Regions from separate parts of the Mus musculus genome. Here regions 1 and 2 are each linked to region 3. The links are chromatin contacts, called in public HiChIP or PLAC-seq maps. All regions are on one chromosome and are shown on one strand. The core of a region is the stretch at or near the end of the contact, and the rest is flanking DNA. Distances in the headings are between cores, read along the strand shown. Region 1 has its middle 59 kb from the start of Gm31616. Region 2 has its middle 36 kb from the start of Gm31562. Region 3 overlaps Fyn (Fyn proto-oncogene).

Region 1 (3,556 bases), core at 5-2,504, 170 kb after region 3:
AATATACATGTGTGGCTGATGTAATAAATGAAAATCATAGGCCAAATACTGTTCAACATCTGAAAAAAAAACAAACAAGGAAAGGAAGCTAAACTTTGTAGTGAGAATTTTAGTTTCTTTAAAAAACACAAATAAGAATATGTTTTGTTTTAATCCCAGGTGTGGGATATGAGGTTGCTTCAACTGTCCCCAGCAGCTTACTATGATTTGCCTCGTGTTCTAGCAGGTTCAGATTTTGCCCTGCAGATAGTTTCTGCAATTGCGGACCTTTGGAATTCTGGGAACTTTTCAGAGGGTCTATAAATGCCCCAATATGTGGGTTGTTGGTTGGATGTTGGTGGGTTGTTGCTTGTTTGCTGTTGGTTGTAGTTTATTAGGCAGTCATTTGCAAAGAAGAAAGAACAAGAAGGAATTATATATCCTGATGGTGAGGATCAAACTTGCCCCTAATCAGCAGAAAGTAGTCTAACAATATCGTTGTCCCCTTTCTCTTTATCCTTTTTTCTCTCTTAACTAGTGTGAGGGGTTGAAAGAAGGGAAGAAAAGGCTGGGAAAGGATGGGAGAAAGAAGAACCACAAAGTAGCGAAAGACAACTACAAAACTTAATCAGTTTTTTAGCATAAACTTAGTTATCTGGATGTTTGTTAAAACTCCAACTGCCATTCTCTTTCCCATTTAATTTAGGGAGCCGAGCCATCTGCCTGGAGACCATAAGAAAAGTAACTGGATGTGACCCTGGAGACAACTGAGGGAGCAGCTTCTTCCATGGTTCTGGCCTCAGGTACCTGCTTGTTTCCTGATCTGACTTCTCTCAGTGACAGGTTGTTCATGTCGGAGGGGCTTTCCCTTGCTCTCCCACAGACATAATTGTTTTGGTCACTGAAGACCATTGGAAAACACAGTACGGTTCTATCTTTATCCATTTCATTAGTCCTCTATTAGTAAACAATCTGTTCATACTTCTGTCATTTGAGAAGGCACCTGACCTCATTTAATTGATGAAGCACTAAGTTGCATAAATGTGAAGTAACTTGTCAAGGTCACCTGGCCCATGACGGACAGTCAGGATTTGGACACTAGCAGCCTAGCTCCTGTGCCTGCTGTGTAAGTGCTTCATCATGCCACCTGTTGTTGTGACTTACATTTCAAGAGTCCACAAAAGGATATATATTAAAAGCCTGAGCAGCTGTGGTGCTTTTGAGAGGTAATGGGGCCCTTCAGGGGTGGAGTCTTGTGGGAGGAAGTTAGGTCTTAGGTCTCCCCATTATGATACTTAGCCTCTCCACAGGCACTAAAATGGCAGTCACCTGACAATGGCCTGAAACCACCATCCCCAAATAGTTCTTTCCTTATTTGAGTTATTTGGGTATCGTTTCAAAGCAATGGAGAGATGGCTTGTTGTTCTAGTTTGTTTTCTGTTGCTGGGATAGAATTTCATAACCAAAACCAACTTGAGGGAAAAAAGAGACTTTGTCTCATCCTACAACTCCCAGGTCACACAACCTGTCACTGAGAGAAGTCAGGTCAGGAAACAAGCAGGTACCTGAGGCCGGAACCATGGAAGAAGCTGCTCCCTCAGTTGTCTCCAGGGTCACATCCAGTTGCTTTTCTTATACCACCCAGGACTGCCTGCCCAGGGGTTGTGCTCCCACAGCTAGCTAGACCCTCCTCCATCCATTAAAAATCAATAAAATGCCCCCCATAGACATGCCCATGGGCCATTCTGTTAGAAGCAATTCCTCAATTGGGTTCCATCTTCCCAGAATGTCTCTAGCTTGTGTCAAGTTAACAAAAACAAACCAACACATGGATACACACCTCTTCCATTTATTCAGGTCGACAAAAACAAAGTCTACAACTCTGAAGGTATGATGTAATTCATGGATAAAGTGGGCTGCAATGTAGTATTGCTTTTTGTTGAGTAAGTGAGTAACTCTTCTTTCCTCTCACACTAGGAAATTTTCATCCTCTCCAATTGATGTTTATGTAGTGCTCAGGAACATACAACACGGCTGAAGGATACACACACACACACACACACACACACACACACACTCGCTGAGGGACAGCCAAGTTTCTGGTCTTCACACAAGGTGGGCTCCTTGATTTAAACATGAATCCCATCCTCAGTCTGTCTTCCAGGAGCAATGACAATTGGCATCCTTGAAGCAGCTGTAGGAAGTCACCCTCCCTTCATTTCTTTGCTTCATAGTTGTTTGGTAATCAAAGTAGCATTTCCATTTAAGGGAAGATACTGTAACCACGTATACCTAGCTCTGACTATTGGCTGCTACAGCAAAGGGGGCCTGTGAGGTGCACAACAAGAGTCATAGTCTCAGAGTGTTCACTCAAGGACATTTCTGTCCTTCAGGTACACTCTTCCACTCACCAGGATGCCAAGTCAAGCAGGTTAGCACCAAGTACCTCTGGGTACATGGTAGAAGGAAAGCTCCCCCAGTTCTTTTTTTTTTAATATTTTTTTATTATGTATTTTTCTCAATTATATTTCCAATGCTATCCCAAAAGTCCCCTATACCCACCCCCACTCCCCTACCCACCCATTCCCACTTTTTGGCCCTGGCGTTCCCCTGTACTGGGGCATATAAAGTTTTCCTGTCCAGTGGGTCTCTCTTTCCAGTGATGGCTTACTAGGCCATCTTTTGATACATATGCAGCTAGAGTCAAGAGCTCTGGGGTACTGGTTAGTTCATAATGTTGTTGCACCTACAGGGTTGCAGATCTCTTTAGCTCCTTGATTACTTTCTCTAGCTCCTCCATTGGGGGCCTTGTGATCCATCCAATAGCTGACTGTGAGCATCCACTTATGTGTTTGCTAGGCCCCAGCCTAGTCTCACAAGAGAGAGCTATATCAGGGTCCTTTCAGCAAATGCTTGCTAGTGTATGCAATGGTGTCATCGTTTGGAGGCTAATTATGGGATGGATCCCTGGATATGGCAGTCTCTAGATGGTCCATCCTTTTGTCTCAGCTCCAAACTTTGTCTCTGTAACTCCTTCCATGGGTGATTGTTTCCAATTCTAAGAAGGGGCAAAGTGTCCACACTTTGGTCTTCGTTCTTCTTCAGTTTCATGTGTTTTACAAATTGTCTTTTATGTCTTGGGTACCCCCAGTTCTTAATAGGAGTGTAGGATAGGCCAACGATTGTTTTCCTTAATACAACATTAACGCTGGGAAATCCTGAGTGGTGTCTGGTGTCTAGAATGAGACCTGAATGTGAAGGGGAAAGAACCTGATTCCAAAGAGGTGGAAGGAGATAATCACGGAGCACATGTGAGTGACATGGTGGGCAGTGCCGGCTATTCTCTTGTATCGGCTATTCTAGGTCTATCACCTTGACTACATCTAGAAATAACTAAAATCCAAAATCAGAGGGCTCCCTTGTGAGGGGTTTTGCTTAATTTAAAGTAGGAAGATCCACTTCTAATCCCAATCTTTATGTAGAAGATGCCTTTTATCTGGGCCATACCTTCTGCTGGAAGTCTATATAGGGACATGGAAGAAGGAAGCTTTTGTTCTTTGCCTGCTTGCTCTCATCA
Region 2 (3,537 bases), core at 314-2,813, 200 kb after region 3:
CATCCTCTCACTGGAAGGGGGGGCGGGGAGGGTTACCCACTTTTACCTATTATGCATATATTTTAATTATTAAAATCACATTTATTTATTTGTTTTTGTTTGCTTGTTTGTTTCTGTGCATGCAAGTGGAGCTAGAGGACAATTTCCAGGTGCCAGTTCTTCTCCCTCCTCCTCATGAGACCCAGGAATTGAACTCAGGTCATCAGGCTTGGCAGCAAACACCTTTAGCCTTTGAGCCACCCCACTGGCCTGTTTCCATTTTCGTTTTATCTTTCCTTTTTAATAAACTTTTCATTGATTCTTTGTGAGTTCACATCATGCTCTCCAACCCTGTTCATCTCCCTATCCCTTCCTATCCACCCTCTGCTCTTGCAACTCCCCCCCACCCCGATAAGAAAATAAAAACAAAACAAAGCATAAAAACATCTCATCGTGGAAGCTGCAGTGTGTCACACTGTCCACCCTTTTGTCCACATAATTTCACTTGCAGAAACCTGTCCATTTGCAAGGAGTCATTGGTCTGGTTTGAGGCTTCTGGCTTCTGCCACACTATCAATACTGGGTCCTCACTGAGTCTTCTCAGATATCCTGTTGTTATCCTATGTCATGGAGGTCCTAAAGCTTTGGATCTGCAGGACCGGCCCCTTCACATGCTCAAGCAGTTCACTGAAAGGTAGATGCTGGTGTAAGCCAACTCAAAGCCCTGGGTTTGGTGGATCTGAGCCTGAGAGGTATCTGAACTGGTCAGATCGCCAACTCACCTGCACCCACACCACCAGATCAAGCTCTCCAGCATTGCCCTGGCTAGATCACCAGTACCACAGCCAGCAATGGGCAGGGCCAACTCTCTCGATTTCATGTCCTCAGGGCCAGCCCACCCACACCCACACCACGAGAGCCAGATCTACTGTGCTGCCCAGGTGAGCTGTGGGGCCCACTCTCCTGAGCAGTCAAGGGGCTGAGCCAGCTCTCCTGCTCTCATGACCCTCAGGCCAGCTCTCTGACTGTCTCAAGTGGCAAAGAGTGCTTGTGCCATCTCAAGGCAGATGACGGCAGGGACAGCTCTCCCTTGCTCATGATACCAGGGCCACCCCTACTGTGCTGCCCAGGTGAGATCTAGGGCCTGCTCTCCCAAAAGCGGCAGCCAGTGGGGGGTGGGGCCAACTCTACACAGCCCTTCGATATCAAAATGGTCCCAGGCTGCAGCCCAGACCAGGGACATTCGCATGATCTATAGTGGTAACATGCTCCATGGACAGTGACACAGACCCCTGCTGCTGCATGGCCACAAACCTAGACGTGTCCCTCAGCAGCAACGTGGGCCGGGACTTCACCATGGTCTCAGGTGGCAGCGCAGGCTGCTCACATCAGGCTACTTCTCTCCACCCTCGAGCTTCCAGTTCTACCTCACTTCATAATGCTCAAACTGTTCCACTTCTCTTTCTCTTCCAACTCTCCACCACATACGTGCATGTTGTAGTGGCTCCTGCTGCAGGCCAGTCAAACAGCTGGCAGACCTCTGGGTGTCTTCCCTCACCCGTGCCACGTGGTGTGGCTGTGGGCAGGCCTCTGGGTATTTATAGCTAGAGCTGCCTAACTCTGGTCTCTGGGTATCCTCTGCTCACCCTCACCGCATGGCATCTGTTTTTTCTTTCTTAATTTCACTTCTCATTATATTACACACGTTATTATCTGACTTTCCTAGCAGAAGGCGTGATCTCTGGGGATTTTGGATCTTTTTTTGTCCTCAGCATTTCTATGATCTGGTACATAGCAGGTACTCTATAAACATTTATTGCCAGCAGACACACAGTTGTTTCCCAACTTACCAGTATTAATTCTGGGCACCCTGGTACTGATTTAAGAGTCAATTAAAAACAAAGCAAAGCAAACAAACAAACAAAACCAGTTCAGTCAATTCAGTGTGCATTCTACCCAGTTCCGTGTTTCATGATGTTATACAAGTGGTCTGAAGGCAGCCATGATGAGTCTATTTACACCATATAAAGTGGCAAGTACTGAATCGAGCTCCCTTCTCTCTATTGTTCCCTTGGTTGATAAACATTTATCAGCAACCACTGTTACTAAAACCAAATCTCCTACAGCTCCTAAGCAGTGGGCACAGATGTCTGCCCGCAGGGCTTGTTTTAGAATTTCGTTCCCTGTCCTCATGACTGTTAATCTCCAGAAGACAACAGAAGCAATCTACAGGTCATTTCCAGATGAAGGCAGGACTGGTACTTCTGACTTCCTCCTGAGCCACTGGGGAGTCCAGTGCCAGCTTGGCTCTGTAGTATGTTGAGGATGAAATCCTGGTGAAAATGCATTAGACTGGATGAGAGACAAGGGAATTCAGACATCACTTCTGCGAGCAACTAGACAGAGTGTTATGGAGTCCTAACTAGAGGGCCCAGTCAAAGAAAATACAGATTTGTAGAAACTCAGGAGCGAGCAAGTGGGGATGAGAAATAGTAACACTGTCATGGCTGATGAGATGACCTTTGGGGCCCAGGGTCTAAGCAGATGAGAAGTTATGGAAATGGTCCCTTTGCAAGAAAAGGCTTAGTCTTGGTTAAAACTATGCTTATATCAGGGCTAGGGACCTGGCTCAGCCAGTAAAGTGTTTGCTGGGCAAATGTGAGGACCTGAGTTCAGATCTCCAGCCCACAAAAGAGCAGACTAGGTGGTATGTCTCTAACTCCAGCCTGGAGCACTGGAGAGTGCTTGAGGGGAGGAGGAGAGGGGACAGGTAGATCCCTGGATATCATTGGCCAGCTATTCTGTGTATGGTTTTATTTTGGTTAATAAGACAGGGATCTACTGAGGAAGATGCGTTGCACCAACCTTCACACAGACATGCATGTGTGTGTGCATACACATGATCAGGCACATACATACAGCACATAAACACAAGAATATGTACTTCTGGTCCATTTCAGGTTGGTAAAATTGTAATGTACAGCTACACGTGCCCATAGGCTAATAGGATGGTTAGCGGAAAGATGAAGTGATTCTCAATAAATTGAGTGTTTTTGTTCATGAAACAAAAGATTTAATCACAATAAACGACTGGACCGAAGACAGACTGATGATTTTAGGAAAGGGGAAAACGTAAGAGCAGTCTCTCAGTAAAGTAGGATATTTAATTGCGATTAGAGTTGCCAGACAATGTACTGGATCGAGCAAGCTTGACAAAGTGTGCCTGCCTAAGCTTGTGAACTATAGAATAAAAACTGGGTCAACAGTAAAGGTAAAGAGAGATTGGGGCAGGAGTGCAAGCAGCAAAAGCTACGGATTGGAAGTCCCAGGCGGGGACTGAGGGTTGTTGGAAGGAGTAATAACACTAAAACAAGTGAGAAAAGACAGGAAGTTATACTCAAAAGATAAGGAAGTAGAACGCACATCACAGAGACGCAGGTATAATGTAGATGGCTAAACTGGCATGGAAAAGGACAGAGAAGGTAGCTCAGTTGGTAGAGCACGCTGGTTCTCAAACTGTGGGTCACAACTTCTTTGGAGGTGAAAAGACCTTTTTGC
Region 3 (3,226 bases), core at 363-2,862:
TTGTGTAGGAACAGGAAGGATGCAGCTCTCTTTCAGATTTAAATGAGGCAAATGTGCTCCAGGGTGAATCCTTCAGTGGCCTGAGAATCCCAGAGCAGAGCTCTCTCTTTCAGGTAGGGTGAGTGTTTCCTCTTGGGGATTAATCTCTACTTTAACCTCAGAGACCTGGGTTCAATCAATCTAAAACAACAACCGTCAACGGGAAACAAAAGTGTGGAGATGGTATAGCACGTGTGAAATACTCCTTAAAGTGAATTCTGATTTTTGGTGTTGAAAAATGTTTCCAACATCTTAACATATTTTAAATTGTATGGTCCAGTCTTTAAGAAATGACAAAGACAGCTTTCAAATTATGTCTGATTTTTGAATAGTGTAATAGGAAAGCCCACAGTACCGTCTTCTCAAATGTATGCAAAAGCATGCAAAACTAAGGACTGATACAGTTGTAATGTGGTGAACAACAACAGTCTTCTAAAAATATCAAAGCAAAAGCGTGGGAGAGACTTGGGAGTATTGTTAGTCAAATCTTTGAGTAACAAATTTTATTACTAATTTGGTTAGTGGAAATATTGCCGTGTTATTTACCCTGTCATGGGTCAATCCTGACTCTCCACCCACCCTTTCATAACCACCCTCTCACCTGTCTCGTTATGCATCCATCCAATACAGCCTGTCAACTACTGGTAAGCTAAAAAGATGAATGCGCAGTCATCCTGCCCCTAAGCTGCTTTGGATAAAGGGAACATACAAATGATTATACATAAAACACAGTCCCGTGGCAGCTGTATGAGGAGAAATGAAGGAAGAAATGTCTCCCAGTGAAGAGATGAGGCAAGGCTGCATTGAGTTATTGGTTGGGTTATTGCTTTAGAATATAAGCCTTCTTAGAAGTAGGTGGGGACAGTCCTGGCCACAGGTGCAGGAGACTTGGGGGACAGGGAGGAGTCCACTAGGTGGCATAGGGCTTGAAGAACAAGGTCATTGCTGCTTTGAATAAATGAGAACCAGGAAAAGCCAAAGGAAAGAACTGGCTTTTGAACTCGGGCAGCCCCCTGCAGGATGTGCCAGCTTGTACAGCATCTGGAACAGGGGCATGACTAGGAAGAGCTTCAGCCATTCAAGTCAGTCTTGACTTCAGAAGAGAGGGTTGGAGCAGAACGGAAAGAGCCTGGCTGTCAGCTGGTAGAAGGAGGCGTGAATGGGAAGACTCAGTGGACTTCTTACAGTCTAGTTGACACACGTTGATATTTGATAATTTATCACCTGCAAGGGAAACTCAAAAACTGTGTAAAAATAGTTCTATGTGAACTTCCGTCCTATTTCTGTACCCTAAATCTTAGTAATAGTTGATTTTCTTTAAGGAAGAAAAGTCTCACGGAAAAAGTCTTAAGGTATGGTAAAGCGGTGTGTACGAAATCCTGCTTCAGTGTCTTAGCACTGAGCCTTGTCCCTCAGTCAGGGGACCCTGTCCCGGTTTGTTTTGACAGGGATCATAAATGTGGATCTTCATGGAGCTCAGCATCAGGTCTGGCCTCTCACAACACACTTGATGTGTGGGCTGTGGCCTGGGTGAGGAGAGGAGTGAGGGATAAGTCTGACAAAGGTTGAAGGAGACCCACACCTAGCCTGTGGTGTCCTGGGCATCAAGTGGGGCTCTCAGTCTTTCACCAACCTTGCTAATCTCTCAGTTGAAGACACAGAAAACTATCTTGGGAAAGCATTTAGATGAAGAGAGTTTTGGAGAGGCGGGAAATGCTGGAAGTGACAATATTAAGACATGGAAATACTTTGACAGGCTGGAGTAAGGGGTCACACCTGAGATGTCACACGGGAAAACAAGGCTTGAACAACAAGAAGTTACCAAGCACAGGATGGGGGGGATGTGGTTTAGTAGCAGCAAGTGTGAGAAAGATGCTGGGAGTATTAGCTGAAAGTAATTTCAGTTTGAGTCAACTGTATGAGGCAGTCACTTAACAGTGTGCTTTATTGTGACAGTAACTCCAGCTTCACTTAAGTTGGGGTTTCAGAGACAATGAGAAAGTGGGTGCTTCTGAGAAGACCAAGTTGGGTGAAGTTACTTAACATGCTAGCCACACTTGCCAAAGACAGGTTTTGCTGGTCAATACTGTGCCCACCTGTAGCTCCACTGAGCTAGTGAGGCTAACAGAAAGGGCAAACAGAACCTTGCCAAGCTAGGAGCCGCATGCCATTCTCAGCAAGTCTGAACTCTGACTCTCTAAACTGCAATGATAATGCAATTTTAGGCATCAAGAGAGTGATCTGTCCCAGAGGTGACAGTGCCCTCCTACCCCTCCCCATACAACCGCTGAGCTGTGTGAAGACACTGTACTTGCTGCTTGTCGAAGTGGAGACTCTTCACTCAAGGGTTCCAGACCCCAGTCTAGGTTTGCTTTCTTGGTGGTTAGGAGAGGATCCTAAGGGCGAGGTAGTGTGGCCCTTGGCTCACAGACCACTTGTAAGCACAGCAGGGCATGCCTTTCTACTCAGAGCTGGTCTCTGAGACTCTCTCTCAGTGTGTAAACTGTACAGTTGCTACTGTCAAACACAGCATGCTGGCAAACCAAGACCAGTATCACCTCCATAATGACTGTGAGAAACCCAGCCAGCCAGCCAGCCAGCCAGCATGATTTCTTAATGCCGCTTGATTGTATTTTAAAACAGGAACCGTGCTGCTGTGTGTATTCTCCCACCTTGAGCAGGATCCTGCTTATCTTCAGCTTGAACCCCCATGGACCTTGGTGTTCGTGCAGAAGAACACAGACAAGAACCCCAGCCTCGGGCTGGAGAGGTAGCTCAGAGGTTAAGAACACTGACTGCTCTTCCAGAGGTCCTGAGTTCAATTCCCAGCAACCACATGGTGGCTCGTAACTATCTGTTACAGGATCTGATGCCCTCTTCTGGTGTGTCTGAAGCTACAGTGTACTCATATCCATAACATAAATAAATAAAAAAAGAACCCCAGCCCCTACACTCACTTGTCCATCCCAAGTCAAAGTGATTCCCTAAGTCCTACAATGCAACTGGTTGGTTTCAGCCTCAGAACAGGATATTTCCCCGAGAGCTTGCCTTAATAATGTAATAAAACATATCTAACAACATATATAAGTATATATATACACAGAAAACCTGCCTCTATATACATGTGGTGCATCAATAATTTAGTAATCTCACAAGCCTTGACTATATAGAATCTAGGACTTGTCCA

What was found. HiChIP or PLAC-seq counts read pairs in DNA pulled down with a chosen protein or histone mark.
Region 1: a CTCF HiChIP or PLAC-seq map of CD8 T cells shows a contact between it and region 3, with 5 read pairs. The contact joins two enhancer-like sites. A contact is called at or near these places in 2 of 15 datasets of contacts at CTCF or cohesin (CD8 T cells and the NIH/3T3 cell line) and 3 of 115 datasets of contacts at active chromatin or transcription factors (CD8 T cells, embryonic basal ganglia and embryonic stem cells).
Region 2: a BATF HiChIP or PLAC-seq map of CD8 T cells shows a contact between it and region 3, with 5 read pairs. The contact joins two enhancer-like sites. A contact is called at or near these places in 1 of 15 datasets of contacts at CTCF or cohesin (the NIH/3T3 cell line) and 2 of 115 datasets of contacts at active chromatin or transcription factors (CD8 T cells and embryonic basal ganglia).

What each region holds. Positions count from the first base shown.
Region 1 is chr10:39,309,264-39,312,819 of GRCm38.p6, reverse strand. No RefSeq gene overlaps it. Among named protein-coding and RNA genes, the nearest start is that of Gm31616, 59 kb to the left of the region's middle. Within about 2 kb of position 1,254, at least 22 of the 459 cell types and tissues checked have an H3K27ac peak or open chromatin away from gene starts, as enhancers often do. A contact at or near this core is called in CD8 T cells, where this site is marked.
Region 2 is chr10:39,278,562-39,282,098 of GRCm38.p6, reverse strand. No RefSeq gene overlaps it. Among named protein-coding and RNA genes, the nearest start is that of Gm31562, 36 kb to the right of the region's middle. Within about 2 kb of position 1,563, at least 43 of the 459 cell types and tissues checked have an H3K27ac peak or open chromatin away from gene starts, as enhancers often do. A contact at or near this core is called in CD8 T cells, where this site is marked.
Region 3 is chr10:39,478,282-39,481,507 of GRCm38.p6, reverse strand. All of the region lies in intron 3 of Fyn (Fyn proto-oncogene), which reads right to left. Among named protein-coding and RNA genes, the nearest start is that of Fyn, 110 kb to the right of the region's middle. Within about 2 kb of position 1,612, at least 19 of the 459 cell types and tissues checked have an H3K27ac peak or open chromatin away from gene starts, as enhancers often do. A contact at or near this core is called in CD8 T cells, where this site is marked.